Regions from separate parts of the Mus musculus genome. Here region 2 is linked to region 1. Evidence: chromatin contacts called from public HiChIP or PLAC-seq data. All regions are on one chromosome and are shown on one strand. The core of a region is the stretch at or near the end of the contact, and the rest is flanking DNA. Distances in the headings are between cores, read along the strand shown.

What was found. HiChIP or PLAC-seq counts read pairs in DNA pulled down with a chosen protein or histone mark.
Region 2: a contact with region 1 is called in an H3K4me3 HiChIP or PLAC-seq map of stem cell-derived neural progenitor cells, with 23 read pairs. The contact joins two enhancer-like sites. A contact is called at or near these places in 1 of 484 Hi-C or Micro-C datasets (nephron progenitors), 3 of 115 datasets of contacts at active chromatin or transcription factors (bone marrow-derived dendritic cells, embryonic stem cells and stem cell-derived neural progenitor cells) and 1 of 9 other capture datasets (embryonic stem cells).

The regions. Positions count from the first base shown.
Region 1 is chr3:101,557,880-101,563,151 of GRCm38.p6, reverse strand. No RefSeq gene overlaps it. Among named protein-coding and RNA genes, the nearest start is that of Gm33162, 24 kb to the right of the region's middle. Within about 2 kb of position 2,696, at least 34 of the 459 cell types and tissues checked have an H3K27ac peak or open chromatin away from gene starts, as enhancers often do. A contact at or near this core is called in stem cell-derived neural progenitor cells, where this site is marked.
Region 2 is chr3:101,764,906-101,770,323 of GRCm38.p6, reverse strand. No RefSeq gene overlaps it. Among named protein-coding and RNA genes, the nearest start is that of Gm33309, 30 kb to the right of the region's middle. Within about 2 kb of position 3,598, at least 14 of the 459 cell types and tissues checked have an H3K27ac peak or open chromatin away from gene starts, as enhancers often do. A contact at or near this core is called in stem cell-derived neural progenitor cells, where this site is marked.

The DNA.
Region 1 (5,272 bases), core at 1,447-3,946:
CCCACAATGGGCCTGCAGCAATCAGATACTTCCCTCTGTGGAGGGCCTGCACGGAGGGAGGGAGCCCGTGATAAGCTTTTGTGTGCTGGCTTTGTTGCCTCCCATGGCTCTCCTCCCAGAAAACCTTTCTGCTTCTCTTCTCCCAGGATGCCTTTCTGGGGTGCCATTCTGGGAGTGAGGAGACTAGAACTCTTGCTTATCTCGCTTCTGCCTGGACTGTGTGACCCTGGGGGGCCCAGAGACTGCTAATTAGAGATGGCTGGGAAGATTACTGACAGCAGTGCCCAGCTCTAAACTCGATACCCAGTGCCTCAGAGGGCCAGGGCTCACCTTGATAAGTCCCCAAGACAAAGCAAGGGGACAGATTGCTTTCAACAGAGCGTTCAACCTCTGAATACCGTTCTTGTTTAAAGCCCGAGGCTGGGAACATTCCATGGGCTGGCAAGCTTAGTTCTCTTCAAGGTCAGGCCTTCCTCAGCATTTCTCATTAGAGATGTGTCCCACGGCTGGCCCTGATCTTGGCTTTGGGGGCCGTTATATAATTCTTAGGAAGACCTAGAAATGCAAACATATGGTGCCCTCAATTTCCAGCACTGAGGAAGTGCTTGATAGATATTTTTAGCTGGCATTGAGAGACGGCTTCTACACATAAATACATGGGTGCACATGTGTATGTTCACATGTGCACACACACACATACACACTCGAACACATGCACAAGCACTCGCACAAATGCACACACCTGGGCATATGGCCACATTTATTCTGCAGTGTTTCACCTCTTAAAGTTAAATACAACATCTGGAGCCACAGAAAGGGGAAAACATAGACAAGAATCAGTGTGTTCTTTAGGCTGGGCCGCTTGTGGGGCAGGACACAGGCGTGGGTACTATATCTCTGCAGGGCCAGGCCTTCTTGTGCTCCCAGCTTTGGCTTGGAGGGTTTGGGTAGTGTGCGACTTGTCCTTGAATTCGCTTACCAAAGCCAGTCAAACATAGTTCTGTGCACACAACTCAAACATAGTTCTGTGCACACAACGGCATCTGTTTCATACATATAATGAATGAAGGGTTGGGGAGGGCTAGAGATGACTCAGTAGGTAAAGGCACTTGCTGGATAAGCTTGATAATCTGGGACAAAGCCAGATAAGGTGGTGCACACCTGTAGTCCTAGCAGCTTTACAGTGGGATAGGGGTACAGAGGCAGGAGACTGTCTAGCTAGCTTGGAGCACATAGCATAGAAGAAATACCAAAGAGAAACTCTGCTGTAAGAGAGAAGAAAAGAACTGATTCCAGTAAGCTGGCCTCTGATGTCCTTGTACATCCCACAGCACAAGCATGGGCAAAGGAACACCCCGACCCCATAAACAGATAATATTCTTAAAGAACAGAGTTCCCCTTTGTTCTAGGGGGGAATGGAGAAATGAAAAGCCTAGGAAAAAGCTTGACTCAGGAAGAATGGGTGGATGTGGAATATGTGTTCCCCAGAAGTTTGATTAGAGACCCTGGAAATGAAGACTCCGAAAGCATTTTACTGAAAGAAGAAACTACACCATTTACAGAGGAGCACCGCTGTTGGGAACCCACTGTCCAGATCGAACCAGGCTCCCACTCGGCCTCCCTGCTTACTCCCTGTGACCGACAGCAACCTTCTCTTCTCTTCTGTATCTTTCCTTCCCAATATGTAAAGTGGACAGAACCCTGAGGGTTAAATAAGGATTAAGTGAGATTACAGGGCAGGCACCATGGCTACCACACAAAGGGCTTTCTGCGTGTGGCTGGCTGGTACTATGGTGCCCTTTAAACGCAATGCAAACACTCTTCCTCTGCACAGCAGAATAGATGCGTCAGTGTTTCCTTCTCTTACTCTAAAGTCCTGTTTGCTGGAGAATGGAGCAACTGACCTAAGCAGGCCCAAAAGTCAGCTGTTTACAGGAAGCTAACTCAGAACTCCCCCCCTTTTACCTAGAGGCTACAGGGCTCCCTTGGCTAGCAGGGCTGGCTTGCAGAGACTGAACTGTGGGCTTGTACTAGGCTTCTTTTGCATTGTCTGAGCAGTGCTTAGACTTGTGTGTGCAGTTTCCTGGGTATAGCAACTTAGGAGTGCACAAGCGCAAACAACAGACAGAGCAGAGGGTAGGAGTGCCCAAGAGGCCCTGGCACAGTTCCTACTGCGTTTGCTGGATGCCTGGCTCGGTTGGCTCCTTTCTGCTCCCTGCTTATGGTGTAGGCCTTCTGTTTCCTTACATTCATAATAAGCAGCTGCGAAAAATCCTTGTCAACTGCAGGGCAACCTACGTATTATTGTGGGAAAGGTGGAATGGATGCCATTGCCCAAGTCCTGGATAAATGCTCAATTCTGTATGTTTATTTCTCTCTTCGTATTTACAGCGCATCTGTTAATTCCACTTTACAAACAGTGAGGCCCACAAGTAAGCTGCTGATGCCCAGTCACCAAGAGCAGAGAAGGGAGAGAAAATGATGTAGTTTAACCCCAGCTACCATAGTAATGCATCCCTGTACTAATTCTCTCTCTCTCTCTCTCTCTCTCTCTCTCTCTCACACACACACACACACACACACACACACACACACACCATTTCCAGCTTTCCTTTCCTTCCAGTTCTGTCTATTGAGCCCAAGGGGATGATGCTCTGAAGGGTGTTTTGCATGGACAGTACAGACAGTGCCTTCTCTGTACACACTTCTGCATGTCCATGACATCAACCCTACAGCAAATACTCACTTGCTGCTCTCTGGCTCCTTTGTCTAATAAACAACATGAAAAGGTCACAACTCAGAAGAAGCTAGTTCATGACTGGTTTCTTTCATGTCTCCTCCCATCCCTGATGTTCACAAGCCCTGCCACACTGGGACTTCTATATTTAGGATTGACAGACACAGTGATGACATCCAAAGATGCCTGTGTTCTAATAGACCCCATGAATATGAGGGTTACATAGCTATGGGGATTAAGGTATTAAAGTTGATAATCAGATGATCCTCAAATGGGAAGGTTATATTGGCTATTGTATTGGTTAGTTTTGTGTCAACTTGACACAGCTGGAGTTATCACAGAGAAAGGACCTTCAGTTGAGGAAATGCCTCCATGAGATCCAACTGTAAGGCATTTTCTCAATTAGTGATCAAGGGGGAAAGGCCCCTTGTGGGTGGGACCATCTTTGGGCTGGTAGTCTTGGGTTCTATAAGAGAGCAGGCTGAGCAAGCCAGAGGAGGCAAGCTAGTAAGGAACATCCCCACGGCCTCTGCATCAGCTCCTGCTTCCTGACCTGCTTGAGTTCCAGACCTGACTTCCTTTGGTGATGAACAGCAGCATGGAAGTGTAAGCCGAATAAACCCTTTCCTCCCCAACTTGCTTCTTGGTCATGATGTTTGTGCATGAATAGAGACCCTGACTAAGACAGCTATAAAGACATCAAGGTCACTGTGAGGATCCTTAGAGGGAAGGAGAGAGGCAAAGAGAGTCAGAGAGAGACATGACTGTGGAGGGTCATGGAGAAGCAACACTCTGCCCTGACAGTGGAGAAAGAGACTGTACACAGAAAAAACATAAGGCCTTCCAACACTGGAGAAGACAGGAAATCTAATTTTTTTCCATTAAAAAAAAAAAACAAAAACCAAAAAACATAAAAGCAAAAAACAAGCCTGCCAGCACCTGCACTTTAGCCCAGTGAGAGATATGGCGAAGTTCTAGCCTACAAAGCTATAAACTGATGTGTTTGTATTGTTTTAAGTCAGTAAATTTGTGATCATTTTTTACAGCCACCATGAGAAACTCATAGGCAGCCAAAGTCCCCTGTCATTCAATCCTTTCTCCCCACCAAAATGTGTATCATTTTACCAAGGGAGCCACTGCAGCATTGCCTGAAGAAGACTCCCTTCAAAACTCAAATACAGTTCATGATTCTGAGATGCACAGTGTGTCATGCTGAAAACGTCCTTAACATCAAGCCCTAACAAACCCTCTGCACTCTTGCAATCCTGCATCTTCACTCGGTCCTCTCTAAGGCATGTAGACTCCTGCAATTATGTACGTCTTACACTTGAAGACATATGGAATGTGACTTGAAAGGATCAGAAGTAAGTTAACTCATCAGCAACCTTGGAGACTGCAGCAGAGCTCAGATACCACATGGGATAGAACACTTCAAAGGAGAACTTAGTTCAAAGAGGCGATAGTGGGGAAAGGACAGATGCCCTAGAGGTTAAGAGCATTGGCTGCTCTTGTAGAAGACCCTGACTCAGTTCTTAGCACCCACATGGTAACTCACAACTGTCTGTAATTTCTGTTCCAGAAGATATGACATCCTCTTCTGGCCTCTGGGGCACTGCATGCTACACATGGTGTAAGACATATAGGCAGGCAAAATACCATACACATAAACTAAAAATAAATAAATCATCATCCAATTCTTTTTAAAAAGTGAAAGAGGGGAGAGAGCAAGAGAGGTTTGCAGATAGGAGAAGAGACAAGAGAGAATAAGGGAGAGAAGGTAGGAGGAAGAGAGAGGAATGGAGGAAACAAGAGGGAGGGGACAGTGACAGTGAGAGGGAAAGACAGCCAATAGCAAGCCTGAGAGAAGGTCAGGACACGGGAGGATTGTAATAGGGCCTTACAAAGTCTACATTCTGGCATAAAAATTGAATTAAGATCTTCATTTGTTTTCTTAAGCAAACAAGAATCCAAGAAACTTCACAGAATATGTCCTGCAATGGCCGTCTTCATTGCAGAGTAAGTCATTAATCAGGTAAACATAAATAGAATACATAGTTTCAAGTATAAACAGAGCTTCAGTTTACAGAATGGATACACTTATCATCTCTGCATGCCAGCTAAGGATCAGATGGCAGCTAAGGAGAGACATAAAGTAACAAGAAACGAACAGAGCAGGAGTCGAGTCTCTCCTTCTACCATGTAGGGCCTGGAGATTGAACTCAGGTCAAAAGGCTTGGCAGCAAGCACCTTTACCCACTGAACAGCATCCTATCAGCCCCAACGGAAGATAAACACTCAGAAGATAGTTAACAATCCTGGGATGACACTGAAGATCTAATAGATGAAGCTATTTCTTTATAATACAGGAAAGATTTCACTAACCCATAAATAAGGCAGGAATTCTTCATTCAATTTTATTTGAGAACTGGCAGACAAACAGACAGTGCAGTCTAAGGACTTCTTATTTCATCTTCCCTTCTACAAAAATTAGCTATCACCTGGTGTCCAGCCAAGGTCCTGGAGTCCCACTCCATA
Region 2 (5,418 bases), core at 2,349-4,848, 210 kb before region 1:
AGGGAGGCAGGAAGCTCAGAGTGCAGCCAGCAGGGCTTCTCACCTAGCTTGGGAAGTCAGAGGAAACAAAGGCCAACCTAAAGCTTGAGAATGGATGAGACGCTAAAGAGGCAGGGACTGGAGAGATGGCTCTGTTGGTTAAGAGCACTGACTGCTCTTCCAGAGGACCCAGGTTCAATTCCCACAGTCAACAGCAGTTCACAACATCTGTATGAGTTCCTGTAGCTCTAGTTCCAGGGGATCTTATATCTTCTTCTGTTCTCCTCCAGCACCAAACACATACACGCATACATATAAAGTAAAATTAAATCATTAGAGAGAGAGAGAGAGAGAGAGAGAGAGAGAGAGAGAGAGAAGGAGCTGAAGAGGGAGGGGTAGTAAAGAATAGGAGGATGCTCCAGGTAGAAACATTGCTTTGAATGGTACATTGGAACGTGAATGGATCCAGAATGGCTGGAGTTCTCAAGTAGGAAGTGTGGGATAGCAAGAAAGAAAACCAGCAGGGGCGGGTAGTGAAGAACTTCATGAACCTAAAGAGCTGTGAATCCTTCTCAAGAGCATTGTCAAGCTTTTGAGGTACGTGAATGACTTTGAAAGACAATGCCAGCTACACTTGAGGGACACATGAGGTAGAACTGCATTCAGAAAGTCCAGTTAGAAAGTTTCTGGCATAGACTAGAAATGACAGTGGCCTGGCTTAGGGAGATGGTGGTGAGATGTCAGTGCACTTTGTATATATTGAATATGTGTACTCAAGTGGATTCAGTAAGTATTAGATGTGGGAGATGAGAGAGCAGAATCAGGGATGGTCCATATTCAGGGCTTGCTCATTGGCTTTTCTCAGTGGATTAGTCTTGTATCCAGCAACCTGCTGAACATTCTGCCATTTATAGTGCTTAACTATAAACCTAGTTTCCATATGCAGATAGTTATATTGACTGTAAATATGGATGACTGAGACTCTTCAGTTTAGCTTTCTTATTGGCCATGTGTATATATAGTCGTGTGTATGAAAGTGTATATGAACACACCATATGCTTATGTGGAGGTCAGATGTCAACATCAGGCATCTTCCTCAATCACGCTCAATGTTGAGACAGTGTTTCTTAATGAACCTAGGGCTCGCCAATTCGGTTAGACTAGCTGATCACTAAGCACTGGGCATAATCCTCTAGTCTCCATCTTCCCAGGCCCTGGGATTACAGGTATGCACCGCATACCCGGCTTTTTACACGAATGCTAGAGTACACTTTAACCACTAAGATATCTTCCCAGCCCTCCTGTTAAGTTTGACTGATGCATAACCCTGCCATATGTGGCAAGCAAAAAATAGAAACAACTGTTTTTTGGTAAAAGTAACTTTTATTTGCCTGATGTAATTGTCCTCTTGAAGCCTTGCTGCTGAATAAGCTCACCCTTTCTAGTTCTCTCTGAACTAGAGCTGGCTGGTTTGACACAGTTGTTCTGACCCAAACTCCTCTCCAAGCTGACTGATTCAGTCTGGCTTCTCTTAGCTTCTCACAGAATTGTTCTGCTTAGTCTCAAACTTACTCTGACAATCTGTTCTAATCTTCTGGCTTCTTGTTATTTCCTGGCTTCAACAGCCTCTCCTGACCTGCACCAATCTGCATGAACTCACAAAAGAATTCAACTTCACTGCACTGCACTGCCTCCCAATTGATTGTACTGAACTCAATTTCACTCAACCAAACTGCTGACTGGTCTCTCTCTCTCTCTCTCTCTCTCTCTCTCTTTCTCTCTCTCTCTCATCCCTCTCTCCCCCCCCCTCTCTGCCCTGCTTTTAAGTAGATTCTCTTTCCTGGGTTGTTCTCATAAGAGTTGGACATATACCGTCTCTGACTCATTCTGTCAAATCTTTCTCTGATTTGTCACTTTGTCTGTCCTTCAATTAGACATTCTTATCCAACATAGCTGCTTCCTTCTACAAACGAATATCACCTACATTGTTAGGAATTAAAGGTGTGCACTAAGGGTGTGTTTGCATTCCATCCAGGGCAGCCATGTTACTGGATTAAAATTCTTCTACAGATCTTGGCATTTCAAGCAGAAAAGTAGATTAAAGGCCCCAAATGATTATAAAGGTATTAGAAGGGTGAGAGTGAGGAAAGCTGGGGGTGATGGTGCTCACTTTTAGGGTCCCCCTACACTGTGCTCTTTCCTACAACTATGCCATCCATAGCTGTGGGATGGGGGTACAGGTTGCTTTCCCCTCCTTCTGTTTCCAGAAGAAGAAACAGATTCATCTCATTAGTGGATATCAATGATGTCCAGAAGTGTGAAGGTAATGGACTATGTAGTCCTTTACCTCCAAAGTCCTAGCCCTTGGGTTAAGAGGCTGGGACAATAAGAACAAAACCTGATTGCAAAATAGGACTGGAAAGATGGCTCAGCAGTTAAGAGTGCTATTGTTCTTTCAGAGGACCCAGGTTTGGCTCCCTGCACTTATGTTTAGGTGGCTTACCACCCACTCTAACTCCAGTTCTAAGGGTCTCGTGCCCTCTGGCCTCCAGGAGCACCTTCATACACATAGTACACATAAACTCATACAGGCACACAAATGTATGCATAATGAATATTTATTTAATTAAGAAACTAAATGAATAAACCTCTTTTTAAGAGAAAAGAAAAACAACCAGTGAAAAGTTATGTTTAGTATAATTTTTCCTCTAATTTCCTAGTATTATCCTTTGGCATGGATTGGCGTTTTATGTGTTGGTGCCAGGTATTGGACCAAGGGACCTGTGCATGCTAGACAAGTACTCTGTCACTGGACACATCCCCATACCTCGCCCTTGTTTCTTAAGCTTGTGGCACTGACACCCTTTAAAATAAGGGCTGACAGGCCAATCCCCATTGCCTCCACCATATCAAATCAATACAGAAATCATTTATGCTGCAATCTGGATCGCCATGTATCGCTGACCGTGGCACTGGAGGTGGGGGTTGGGAAGACTTTTATTCATAACTATTTATATGGACCCAGAGAGCTATAGAGTTTGAAGTGTCTTTAGAGACTCAATTCTTGTGTGGACACCACACACACACACACACACACACACACACACACACACACACACACACGGCTAAGAATTCCCCCATGATATTTTAACCCTGAAAAAAATTGGTTATGGAATTCATCTAGCAAATTCTTCAGGGCAGGAAAACCTACAGCCAATCATAGCACAGCGCTGGGTGCACACAGTGAGCACTTAAGCACTGCTCTAACCCTGGACATGAGGAGCAGCAAGGAAAACTTTTATCATCTTTGTGCTGGTTCGGCATCCTCTCCTGACTTGTTTACATTCACCTCTATGTGAAACTGGGAATCTGAGAGCCTTCCCAGCTTCCCTTTCACTTGACTATTGGCTAGCCTGACCAATATGAGGAGCACAGAAGCCTCTAGGAGTTTCTGTGGCAGGTCAGAAGGGTCCCTGTCTTCCCTGCTTTCCTCCTTTTCTTGCCAGGAGGGGGTCAATGTTGGCTGTACCAGTGTTGTTGACCTTTTCTTAAAGGCTAGGAGCTGTTGGCCCTCAATCCTGCTGAGTTGCCAGACATCGCCAGCACCATCCGCCTCCTGCCTTCTGGTGATTGCCAGACAGACAGACTCCTCTTTGTTTGGGCACTGAATGCCTCTGACTGCTCTTAATTGCCTTTCTAATGTTTGTTTTATTCTAACTGCAGGAGTTTTCTGAGGTCATTGCCCGGATCAAGAAAGACAAGTCTATGTCCATCAAATACAGCAACTGTGGACACCAGTGGGGAATATTTCTAAGTTTAGTTTGGTAACGCTTTCTTGTCACTAAGCCTATCTGCAATTCAATGAATACAAGCATTTAATAATACAGAAGGCCAGTGCTTGCTACGGGCTCCTGCCACCTCACAGGCCACTGTACTTGGTGAGTTGGTTTTGTTGCACAGAACTGAGAAAATACTCTGTCTCACATAGGAAGGGCTGCAGCTGGGTTTGTTCAGGCTGCAGTTTCTGTCTGAGACTTTGGAAGGTGAGCATCGATAACCACAGTACCTGCATGCTGCCTTCTCTCTGCAACTGTATGCAGGGTGCTGAGGCAAGACGATCCTTGTGAGTTCCAGGCAAGAGTGAGGTGCACAGTGAACCTCTGTCTTAGAAAACAAACGCATAAACAAAAACAAAGGGGTCTGGGAAAATGACTCAGCGGCTCAGAGCATTGGCTCCTCTTCTAGAGGACCTGAGTTCTGTTGCCAGCACCATGGCGCAGCTCACAACTGTGTGTAACTCCATTTGCAGAAGCTCCAATGCCTTCTTCTGGTACTCATGTGCACAAATCCACACAGAGACACATATACATAATTTAAAACTAAAACAAACAAACAAACCTCAAATGCGCAAGATCATATTCTTATTTTTTAGCTGGAGTGTATCTAGCTTGAAGGTTATAAGTCATCAAAGAGGTTCTTCAACACAGCAAAGGTTCACTCCTCAGAGTCTGGATCCTAGAGAATTCAAATCCCAGGATGCTGGCTTGCCAGAGGAGGACCTTTATCTTGCTATTCTCATCCATAAAATGGGTCCATAAACTGTACTCACTGTGCAAGATTGTTAGGTGAGTGAAATCGGTCAGTACAGACAGGGGTCCAGGATGCTGCTGGCCACGTGATAACTACTGCTAGCTGCCATGACATGAGAGATGTCTCTGGTCCCCCATGGCTGCTCTCTGATACTTACTCAAAAATTTAAAATCAACAAAATTATTTCCCTGAAATTGAATTTATATTTTATACTGAATTCTTTGATGTCAAGGTGGTCTGGATGAAAATGGCCCCTAGAGACTCATTGGGATTGGTGTTATTAAAGGTATGGTCTTGTTGGAGTAGATGTGGTCTTGTTGGAAGAATTGTCTCATTGTAGTTGGACTTTGAGGTTTCAAAAGTTCAAACCAGGCCTAGTGGTTCACTCTTCTTACTGCCTTCCAATCCATATGTAGAACTCTCAGCTACATCTCCAACACCATGTCTGCCTGAATGCCACCATGCTCCCTGCTGCAATGATAACAGACAAACCCTCTGAACTGTAAGTCAATTAAATGGTCTTTTTTATAAGAGTTGCCATGGTCATGGTATCTCTTCACAGCAATAGAACCCTGATCAAGACAGTGACCATTGACATAGAATTAACCCAGATATGTCACTCTGCCGAGGTGAACTTACCTAATCTCCAAAATGAAGAATGAGGTGCCCAGATCTTAGAAGGCACAAAACCACCCCCAGTGTAGCATTTTATAAGACTGGCCTGCTTGTTGTTTCTGAAACCTGATGACTGTATTTTCACCATACAAAATATGGAACAAAAGCAAACTTTATCTGGATTTTTTTTTATCTCATAGTACCTGTGCATCCTATAATTAATTCATGTGCATG